3 separate regions of the Gossypium hirsutum genome follow, and all the other regions are linked to region 3. The links are chromatin contacts, called in public Hi-C maps. All regions are on one chromosome and are shown on one strand. The core of a region is the stretch at or near the end of the contact, and the rest is flanking DNA. Distances in the headings are between cores, read along the strand shown. Region 1 holds the start of LOC107956866. Region 2 holds the start of LOC107955337. Region 3 holds the start of LOC107955366 (transmembrane 9 superfamily member 12).

Region 1 (3,547 bases), core at 781-3,280, 310 kb before region 3:
ATTTAAAGAAATACTAGCTTCTTGGCAATGTTCTGTGCTATTCTCTTTTTGTATATATCCTTGTAGCATAATCATGATTTTGACTTGACTTTCTATTTTAATACATTTTAGTTTTTCTTAAACAATTTTTTAAAATTTTTATATTTTCATTTGTGTTTTTTCTTAATATAGTTATGTCAGGTTTTTCCCAATCAAGTGTTTCTTCCCAGAGTTCTTGAGGAACCAAAAGGCAATGGGTTTCAGAACAAGATGCTGCGTTGGTTGCTTGTATGGTCGACTTGCACAATGCTGGAACCTTTAATGCGGATACGGGATTCAAAGCTGGCTATTTAAATGAGTTAGAAAAAATGTTAGAAAAAGTTTTACCCAATGCCATGTTGAAGGCTAAACCTAATCTTGAATCGAGGATTAGGACATTGAAAATGGATTGGTCAATCATTTATGACATGCTTACTGGAAAAAACAATAGCGGCTTTGGTTGGGATGAGCATAGGCAGCTTGTTGTTGCTGAAGATGCGGTGTGGAACTCATATATAAATGTAAGAATTATTTCAAGTCTTTATTATCTCATTTTGACAAAATTTATATCTAATATGAATTTCTCATTTTTATAGAGTCATAAAGAAGCAGCTCAATTCAGACATCAGAGTTTCCCTTATTATGAACAACTTACTACCATCTACGCAAAAGATTGAGCCACTAGAAAAGATGCTCAAACAGCTGCTGATATTATTGGAAAAATAAATGCTGAGGATGTAGATGCTACAAATACTCATGAAGAAAGAAACGATTTTCATGGATCCGAAGCTAATGTTTCTTTGGATGACATGGATCTCTCAGCTACACAACCGCAACCAAAACCGCAACCAGCTAGAAATCAAGGTGATTCTGCATTTTCAAAGAAGAAAAAAAAGATTTCTGATGCAAGTGATTTTTCTACTTCTTTTAATGATGCTGCCGCTTTATTAGCGAAAAATATACGGATCGTTGGCCTTGAAATCAGTAAGAGTATTGCATCCGAAGTGGTAATTTAACAAAAGTCAGAAATGACCATTCAAGAAAGTGCTCTGAAATTATATCCAACATTATGTGAAGTGGAAGGTTTAACTGAGGATGAACGCTATCGAGCATTGAGCAAAATTCCAGATCATCCAATGCAAATGCTCATTTTCTTTAGTTTACCTTGTATTGTGCGATTGGAATGGGTCAGAAGATTTCTTGCTGACCATTAAAAATCATGGTTCTGTTGATATTTTGGTAATTTTTTGTGTTTGTAATATTTGGATGTTATAATGACATGATAGAATGTCATTACAATGATGTAACTTTTTGATGTTGTAAAATTTTAAAACATATGAATTATGACATATAAACTAATGAAATCATGTAACTTTTTGTTAATATATGAATATTATGCTTGAATGTGAAATATAATTATCAAGTTATTTATTATTTTTTAGCAATGAGTTATTTATTACTTTTAATATTTAATTATTTTTTATTGTAGAATGATTAAATTATTTGTTTCAGTAATGATATTTTAACACATTAAATATGTATTGCAGTTTAAAAATAATAAAGTAGATTATATATATTTTTATAGTATTATATATTTTGATTTTTTAATTCATATAATAATAATTATATTAAGAATGTTATTAAATTATATTTTTTATTAAATTATATTTAATAATAATTATGTTAAAATATGGTTAAACTATTTATTATTTTTATTAAATTATTTTTAATAATAATTTTATTAAAATTTAATAACAATAACAATAATCATCTACCCTAAAAATTTTTTGCTAAAGGTATTCTAGTCATTTTAGTTTTTTTTCTTATGCTATTACAACATCATTTCATTCAACCAAACACAATAATACTATTACAGTTCTATTCCATTCCCTTCAACCAAACAGTTGAATTACTTATTACAACTCTATTCTATTACAGCTCTATTCTATTACAGCTTTATTCAATTATAGCCTTATTCCATTACAGCCAACTAAACGTAGTCTAAGGGTATGTTCACTTGACTGTAATGACAATACATTACAGCCCAATTAGGTGGGCCTATCACCAAACGATTTTTTGGTTGGCTATAATAGTTATTACAGCCATATTCATTACGGGATTATTCAGCGTGAAAATGCATCAAACCATTCCATGCTCCCCCACTAAATGGTGATTCAGGGAATGGGTGGAATAGCAAATTAGAGAAAGGTTTGAATTTTACCCTCACCATTCTCCTCTCTTTCTCACAATCTGAAATCCCTAATCGCCAACTGATTTTTTTTTTCATTCTTCTTCCCTCCATTACTGTAAACTTCATTTCTTCTTCACTTAATTTAAAATTTTCTTTTTAATCTCATTTCCTCCTAACCCTAATAGTTCATTCATTGAAAAAAAAAGATTTGAAGTGTTTTTCAAGTCGTCTTGCAAGATCCAAGATTTGGTAAATTTTAATTCGAACTATCTATTTTTCAATGTTTCTTTTTCGATTGTAAAAGCAAATGTAGAATGCTGAGATTCCATTCTATTTGTATTAGATTGAAAAAAACTTACCCTTCTTTGATATTTGGGCTCTTCGTCTCTGTTTCCGGTAAAATTTTCTTTCTCTATTTTCTTCATTTTCTTAAATATTTCCTTTTTGATGTTTGGTTTTCTGTGAATTTGATGATACATTCTAGAAAAAGATCACTAACTCCGACAATAACAAATCATTTTATTTTTTAAACAAAAGGAAGAAACTTTATTTTTATAAGGCATGGAGTGACAATGTGATGTTGTTCTTGTGTGCGTGCTAGTTTTTGTTTGTTTGTTTAAGGTAGATAAAGGGAGCTTCAAATACCCAGATTAAAAATTACCAAAAAAATTATTAAAAAAATTATGGGAAAAAAGTGTAATTTGGGGATCCCAATGTTTAGAGATTTTGATGATTCTTATACGGAAAAATGGGAAAAAAATTTAGTTAATGTGCCAATTTGGTATTTAGCTTAAATTAATAAAATATGTTTGCTTCTTTGAATCTATTATCTAAGATTTTCTAGTTCTTTCTTCTAGAGGTGTATTGGATTTGTTGGTTTTTTATTCGATTTATCATTTTATTTGCATTGAATTTAAGATTCTTGCTTGAAAGTCCAATGCTGATTATGGATCTTACTTGTATTGAATTCGATTTAATTGCATATCATTGTAGGCCATGTTTCGTTTTTACTAGTGTTAAGGGAGTTCTTGGGGCTACCATTCACGGGTATCACGGGATTGGAGATTAAAGGTGGTGTTGCTGAAATCCAGAAGGACAGAAACACTCCTCTTGGGCCAAATGTTTTTCTTTTTCCCTTCCATCTGTAAATGCATACTATCTAACCTGCAACCTTTTTGTGCTGTTGTTTTTTTTCTCTGTTTATTATTATTTTTGGTTCAATGTTGTGTTCTTTACTTAAATTAAAACATCCAATGCTTCTCTCATTGATAACTTAGATCCTGGCTTAAAGGGCGTGATTAGAAACAAAAATACATGCACTCTCAAATATGATTTTGG
Region 2 (3,386 bases), core at 82-2,581, 480 kb after region 3:
TGCTAAGTTATTATCTATATGAAAGCATGTGTATGTGTATGCATGCCATATGTTATGTGATATATGCATGTATGATATATGACTATGATATCTATGTGTTCTGGAGGGTGGGATATGATATGATGGAGGAAGTGTTCTATGGCAGTTTATACTGCAATTATGGTTGCTAGACCGCAAATTTGTGTATAGCAGCTCAATTGCAATTATATGAGTGACACACCACCACATATTGATGTGATTGGATGTAAAAACTCTTGTAGTCCTATATGGTGTGTTTGGTTGGTCGGTGTTGGTGTGTAATGGATGGGGTAAGATCTGTATTTGCATTTGTTCTAGTCTGACATGACATTCTGATATGATATATGTGTTTTTGAAATATGACATAATAAAAATTTCGTTCTGATATATGTTTTTGAAATTTTGCAATATGATAAGCTTTGATACGTTTTATGAAATTTTGCGATATGATAAGCTTCGATTCGATTTGATTAATGTTTTTGCAAAACACATAAGGAAATTTTGTTGTGGGCTGGGCCACACATTGGGCTTCCAACTCATTTGTTTATTTAATAAATTTTAGGTGAACTTCCGATTTAGGATCGTATGGCATGCAGGAGTTCGAATTGTTTTCTCCACTAATTGAATATGGTAATTCACACTAGTAATTTTTCTGGACTTTTGGGACTATAATATGTTTTTGGGCTGTGTTTTGGTTTTTATTTTGATCATCAATTTTTGATATTTTTGAATGTAAACTAAATCACGCAAATTAACAAATTGGATTCTGGTTTCCAAAATTAAAATTCTAAAAAATTTTCTACTGCGGTCTTTTTGTAAATAAATAAGTAAATAGTTTTTAACGAATGTCTGACTTTAAGCTAGAGGATTTGCCAAAAATTAATATTTTCAAAATACCCAATTTTGAATTCGAAATCTGGGTTTGATAGGTGTTTTTGTACTAATGTTTCTTTTCCTAGATGTATGTGAAAGTTTTTGTCAAAATTTTACCCTTTCAAAACGCACTTTAAGTTTGACTTTATCAAAAGTTCTTTATCAAGCTAATGTAATCTTGTCAAACTCGGCCATTACATCTAGGCTGAATTTAGGGTGTTATTCTTAAGAAAAAAAAGTTTCATTTTAATAAAAATAAAATATTTAGACTAACTAACGATATTATAAAACTTGAGTTATCAAATTATGTAAAAAATTAAATTCATAGAGATTAAATCTCAAATTTAAGTATAATATAAGGATCAAAATTTTAATCCATTGTTATATATTTAAAAAATAAAAAAATGTATTGGACAAGTGTCAAATAAAGATACCTCATGACATTCCAATTAAAAATAAAATACTTCATGCAACTCTAAATACACTTGATATGCTCTCAACTTTGCAAAATTTCGATAACGGTGAGGAGGGAGTCGCTCACCCCGACGATGATCGAAATACCAAAAAAGTAAGGTTTAAAGGGAACGGTGGTGATGAAGACACTTCTATGGCTGTGGATCACGAATCACAAACAAGTATGACATGGAAAGAAAAATTGCTGGGGGGCTACGATGTTGCTTCCAAATCTATTCGTGATGGGTCTTCCGCAGATAATGAGAATGAATTTGAACTATTTGAAGGGGACGTCAATATGTCCATCATTGACGGGATTCCTGCTATCAATTTTTCAGATCGTGTAAAGGAAATCCTATTCAAAGAAATGGAATTGACTATCATTGTTAAACTTCTAGGACGAAATATCGGTTACAACGCACTTCATAATCACATCCTTTTCCTTTGGAATCTTGTAAATTCTATTAAGATTGTGGATATTGCTAATGGATATTTTTTGGTGAAATTTCAGGATCCTAACGATTATAATAGAGTTTTATCTCAGGGTCCATGAACAGTTTATGGCCAGTATCTGACCGTACAACCATGGACTAAACATTTCAGCCTCTTGCAACCTTACCCGAGTGTTGTGCTAGCGTGGATACGATTGCCTAATCTCCCGGGATATCTTTATAAATGGAAGATCATCGAAGCCATCGGGGGCCTCATTGGAAAGGTGGTAAAATTGGATGTGCAGACTGACAACCAAACCAGGGGTTGATTTGCTAGGTTAGCCGTGTACCTTAGTCTTGATAGACCGTTGATTTCGTAGGTCCTTGTTGACGAAATTGCTCAACATGTTGAATATGAAGCCCTCCCGACTGTGTGCTTTACTTGTGGCAAGTATGGTCACGTAAAAGAGATGTGTAATTCGGTTGTGTCAAGCCAAAACCTCACGAGACTAGCGAATAAGACAGACAAACCTCAAGCCGAACTAATGACCGTGGCGGTCTCTACTCCGGTGGACAGCACAGGTAGGGAAAAATAAAATTCTGATAACAGAGAGAAGGGCCCAGAATTTGGGCCATGGATGTTCGTAGAGAAGAAGGCTTCACAGTGAGGAAAGAAAGATTCCACGGCGGGGATTTTGGCAAGGCAATCTAAACATCCATCTGGATCCAGATTCGCAGTGCTATCAGAGGGAAAAGATTCAATCACGAAATTTGGGCAGGATTTGTTCATGGAATCGGGACAGAATTCAAACATTAAAGCTGGACAATCGGCTGAAGGATTTTTAGGGGTTTCTTTAAATGGTGTTTCGGCCGCAAAGTTAAAGAGATTAGATTCTAAGGACATTAAAGGAGTCAACAATTCTTTTATGGTTACAGGCTAAAGGAAAATCAAGAATTTGGGCCTTTCTAACGAACCCGATTTGAAGGAATTATTGGGAAATAATGTGAATAACTTTATGGGCCAAAAATCCAAAGTTTCTTTAGACAAAAAAATTAGAAAAAAGGCTTATGGGGTTAGAGGATGACGTAGGTAAAAATAGGGAAACTTTTGATAATTTCTCTAATCCTAACTTATACACTCCTGGCAGGTTCAAAACAGATGCATTTATTTAAAAATGTTTCTGTGGGAGACGCTATTAACCAAAACAAGTTGGACGCTAAAATGCAGGAGAACAATGAAGCTAGAGTTTTGGAAACAATTAAATCACATTACAACCTTGTTTTTTATGAATCCGAGGGTTTCATAGTACCTATATCAGAAAACACTCTCGATCCAGGTAAGCACTCTACTGTTAGTTTTGATAAAAATATTAATTTTATGCAGCAGGATAATTCGAAAACAAAGTTTGTGGAATTTCTGGAATTGGGTCCAAATTCAAAGTCTAATGGTCCCAAAAAGAGAAGAAATGGTGGCAGAGAAAATGACAGTCGAAATTCTAAAAAGACTTATTTTGCCCTACGAGGTAGAGGGAATTGTTTTAAATCTCCTGGAAACACGTGTGTTCCTCTAGCTGAGTCTATGGTGGCAATGGCAGAACTTTTATCTTCTCA
Region 3 (3,393 bases), core at 618-3,117:
GAGGGAAGGTCGTTGGATTATTGGGCAAGTATCTTCCATCTTTGGTTCCATGTTTCAGGAGCTATCTCCAAACTCGAAAAAGCCCAGCTGAATTGGTGGAGCAGAGAGAGAAGACCGTGAATCGTTGCGAAGAAGCAAGTCGCAGGTTGGTTGTTGATGTAGAAGATGAAAGAATTCCATTTTATTCCACATAATAAATTGTGCAATTGGTGCCTTGGTGGGGGTGGCTTTGGGTCTACCCCTGAGTTGGCCCAAAATTAATCCTACAGCCTAAAAGGCCTAAAGGTCCCCATATCCACCCATGATTTTGTTAATATGCTGAATGAAATATCTATTCATTTTTAAAAAACACTTCCTGTACTTGTTTTTGTTTAAATCAAAATTAAAATCAAAATTTATACACTTGTGAGTTTTTGTTTGTCTTTTTTTAGAAAGCATCTCAACATGGGTGCAATCAATTATAGTTTTTCAAAGTTTTTTCCGTTTGACACTTCATGCACATATCCACTGCAATCATTCTTATGGCAGAAAAGTTTAGCTAAGCTTAAGATGCTTGTTTATATTTATTATTCTCTTCAAAATATTATTTTTCTGAGAAATTATTTCAAAGCATTCATTTGTTTTAGTTTTTGATTTAAAATTTATTTCGAGGCATAAAATTAAAATAGTAGTTCAAATGAGTAATATCCAAAAGTCCCTAAATACTAAAGAGAGAATGATAAGAGTTTACAAACATCGCTGATTGGTGGAGTAAATTGTAGCTGTTAATACAAAAAAAAATCAATTTTTTAGATTTTTGAAAATTTATGTAGTTTTTTTATATTTTAGAATTTTACTTTTTTGAAATTTTATATAAATATATTTTTTTTAAAATAATATTTTTATAGTTTTAAAAAATAAATTGTGAATGTTTAGATTTTTAAGAATTTTTTATATTCTTATATATTTTTTGGGATTTGTTTTGATTTTATTTCTTAAAAGAATCTTAAAATATTAAATTGATATTTTAGTTATAATTTAAGTAATTTAGATATTAAATTCGTAAGTATCATTAATAATTGGGTAACTAATGATATATTTGGGGAATAATGACTACTTTATTTATTAGCAAGTCATCAGAGGTGACTTAAATGATGAATTTTAAATAGTTATAATCTTTCCATAATAAAATGATTAAAATATAAATTTATTAATAGTTAAATGATCATAGATGGAATTTATCTCAAAATTTGATAGAAACAAAATCTCACCTCCGTTAAAATTCAACCCAGCGGATCTAGCCGAATTAAGATGGGAGCGGTGAAAATATATATATATTTGGTTTAAATGTTGTTCTTAGTCCCTATACTTTGTAAAAATTATGAATTTAGTTTTTATATTTTAATTTGATCAATTGTAGTCCTCTATCTTTTCAAGTTGATCAATTTTAATCCCGTACTTTTTGGCTTTTGAAATTTTAGTCCTAGCAGTTAAATCCGTTTGAGTAAGTTAAATTACTAGTCTTCTACTATGCGTATAATCATAGGTACAGCCCATATTCTCCAACTGGATCATTCTAAATCCCTATAGTTTTCAACTCTTGAAGTTTCAATTTTTACACAAATAACAGTTGATAATCCATTGACTGAATATTTGATGAGTAATATGTAAAAAAAACAAACTGATATGACATTACACACATGATAATAAATTTGTCACATTAGATTTTATAAACAATAGAATTTAACTTTATGAATCTATTAGCTATAGTTTGGTGATAATTGAATTTTTAAAATTCAAAAAATACAGGACTAAATCTATAACTTTTTGTAAAATACAGAGACTAAAAACAGAATTTAACCTATTAAGTTTTGGAGGCCGCCCCACACAAGAGTTCTGTCAATTCTTATTTCATAATTTATAAATTCAAGATTTATTAAAACTTCCCATGTTGGTAGATTTGTGACCCATATTTTATTATAATTTTATAAATTACCCATTCTCCTCCGTTTTGCTCTCTTCAATATATTCGCTTCATTCCTACTAGCTTTAAAGTTAAACCACTGAAACAAAGTGGAAAAAAATATATATCAAAGAGAAGCAGAAGCTTCGTTCTTACGCGTTTTCTGTTCCCAAAGAGCCGAATCACTTTCAACTGGAACCCTAGACCTGTCTCAGGTTCTTTATCCTATTCTTGTCTCTCTGCCTTTTACTTAAATGGGTTTTTGGTTCTAGATCTAATCTTATAATCCTTCTTTTGTTCAGTACTTTGATCTGTTTTGTGATTTTTTTTATTGATATGAACGTTTAATACTTTTCGTTGTTTAAGGAAAAAAATGATGCTTTTTGCATTTTGGTATATGGATCTACTGCTTTCAAAGCTAATGCAATGAAATTGTTTTTTTTTTTTAAATTTTTTGGTACTTAGGAATCTCAGTATCGTTTTAATGCTTTTGTTGCGCTAGTTAATGTTGAGTTAAATTTGCGTGGAAACTGATTGTTGAAAACCTGTTTGTCTGTAGATTTTTCCTCCTTATACTGAATGCTCAGTCTATAGTAGCTTAGATTCGAACCGTATATTGCAAGATCTGCTATTATCATGGCTTTCTCGGAAAGGAAGATGCCCGGAATCTGCTCGGTTTTTCTGTTAGTGGTTCTATTTGCCCATTCTTGTCATGGGTTTTATCTGCCTGGAAGTTACATGCACACGTATTCAACTTCGGATACGATAGTTGCCAAAGTTAATTCATTGACTTCCATTGAAACCGAGCTTCCCTTTAGTTATTACAGTCTCCCTTATTGCGAACCTCTCGGTGGAATAAAGAAAAGTGCCGAGAATCTAGGTGAGCTTCTCATGGGAGATCAGATTGATAACTCCCCTTATCGGTTTAAAATGAATGTGAACGAGTCCCTCTATGTTTGTACTACCAGCCCCTTGAATGAGCATGAAGTTAAGCTTTTGAAACAGAGGACTCGTGATTTATATCAAGTGAATATGATTCTAGACAATTTGCCGGTTATGAGGATTGCAAAACAAAATGGGGTTAGTATTCAGTGGACTGGATTCCCAGTTGGGTTTACTCCACCAAATAGTAATGATGATTACATTATCAATCATCTCAAGTTCAAGGTCTTGGTTCATGAGTATGAGGGAAGTGGTGTGCAGATAATTGGAACTGGGGAAGAAGGGATGGGTGTCATCTCCGAAGCTGATAAGAAGAAGGCATCTGGTTATGAGATTGTTGGTTTTGAAGTGACTCCATGCAGTGTTAAGTACGATCCAGAAGTCATGACTAAGCTTCACATGTATGATAGTATCTCTCCTGTGAACTGCCCCTTGGAGCTAGACAAGTCACAGATAATAAGGGAACGAGAGAGGATCTCTTTTACTTATGAGGTTGAATTTGTTAAAAG

Evidence for each region. A called contact is a pair of places that touch in the nucleus more often than the background predicts.
Region 1: a contact with region 3 is called in a Hi-C map of leaf, with 2.4 times the contacts expected there. The contact joins the promoter of LOC107956866 here to the promoter of LOC107955366 in region 3. A contact is called at or near these places in 2 of 34 Hi-C or Micro-C datasets (both in leaf).
Region 2: a contact with region 3 is called in a Hi-C map of leaf, with 3 times the contacts expected there. The contact joins the promoter of LOC107955337 here to the promoter of LOC107955366 in region 3. A contact is called at or near these places in 2 of 34 Hi-C or Micro-C datasets (both in leaf).

Annotation. Positions count from the first base shown.
Region 1 is chrA07:92,883,486-92,887,032 of Gossypium_hirsutum_v2.1, reverse strand. LOC107956866 reads left to right here and starts at 2,030. Exons shown (of 4, transcript XR_005929914.1): 1 at 2,030-2,226; 2 at 3,203-3,353. LOC107955381 (a long non-coding RNA gene) reads left to right here. Exons shown (of 7, transcript XR_001699945.2): 6 at 172-539; 7 at 615-1,451.
Region 2 is chrA07:92,086,832-92,090,217 of Gossypium_hirsutum_v2.1, reverse strand. LOC107955337 reads left to right here and starts at 1,331. Exons shown (of 2, transcript XM_041116614.1): 1 at 1,331-3,386. The coding sequence starts at 2,935.
Region 3 is chrA07:92,570,237-92,573,629 of Gossypium_hirsutum_v2.1, reverse strand. LOC107955366 (transmembrane 9 superfamily member 12) reads left to right here and starts at 1,867. Exons shown (of 2, transcript XM_016891135.2): 1 at 1,867-2,157; 2 at 2,502-3,393. The coding sequence starts at 2,579. LOC107955368 reads right to left here and starts at 240. Exons shown (of 6, transcript XM_016891140.2): 1 at 1-240. The coding sequence starts at 51.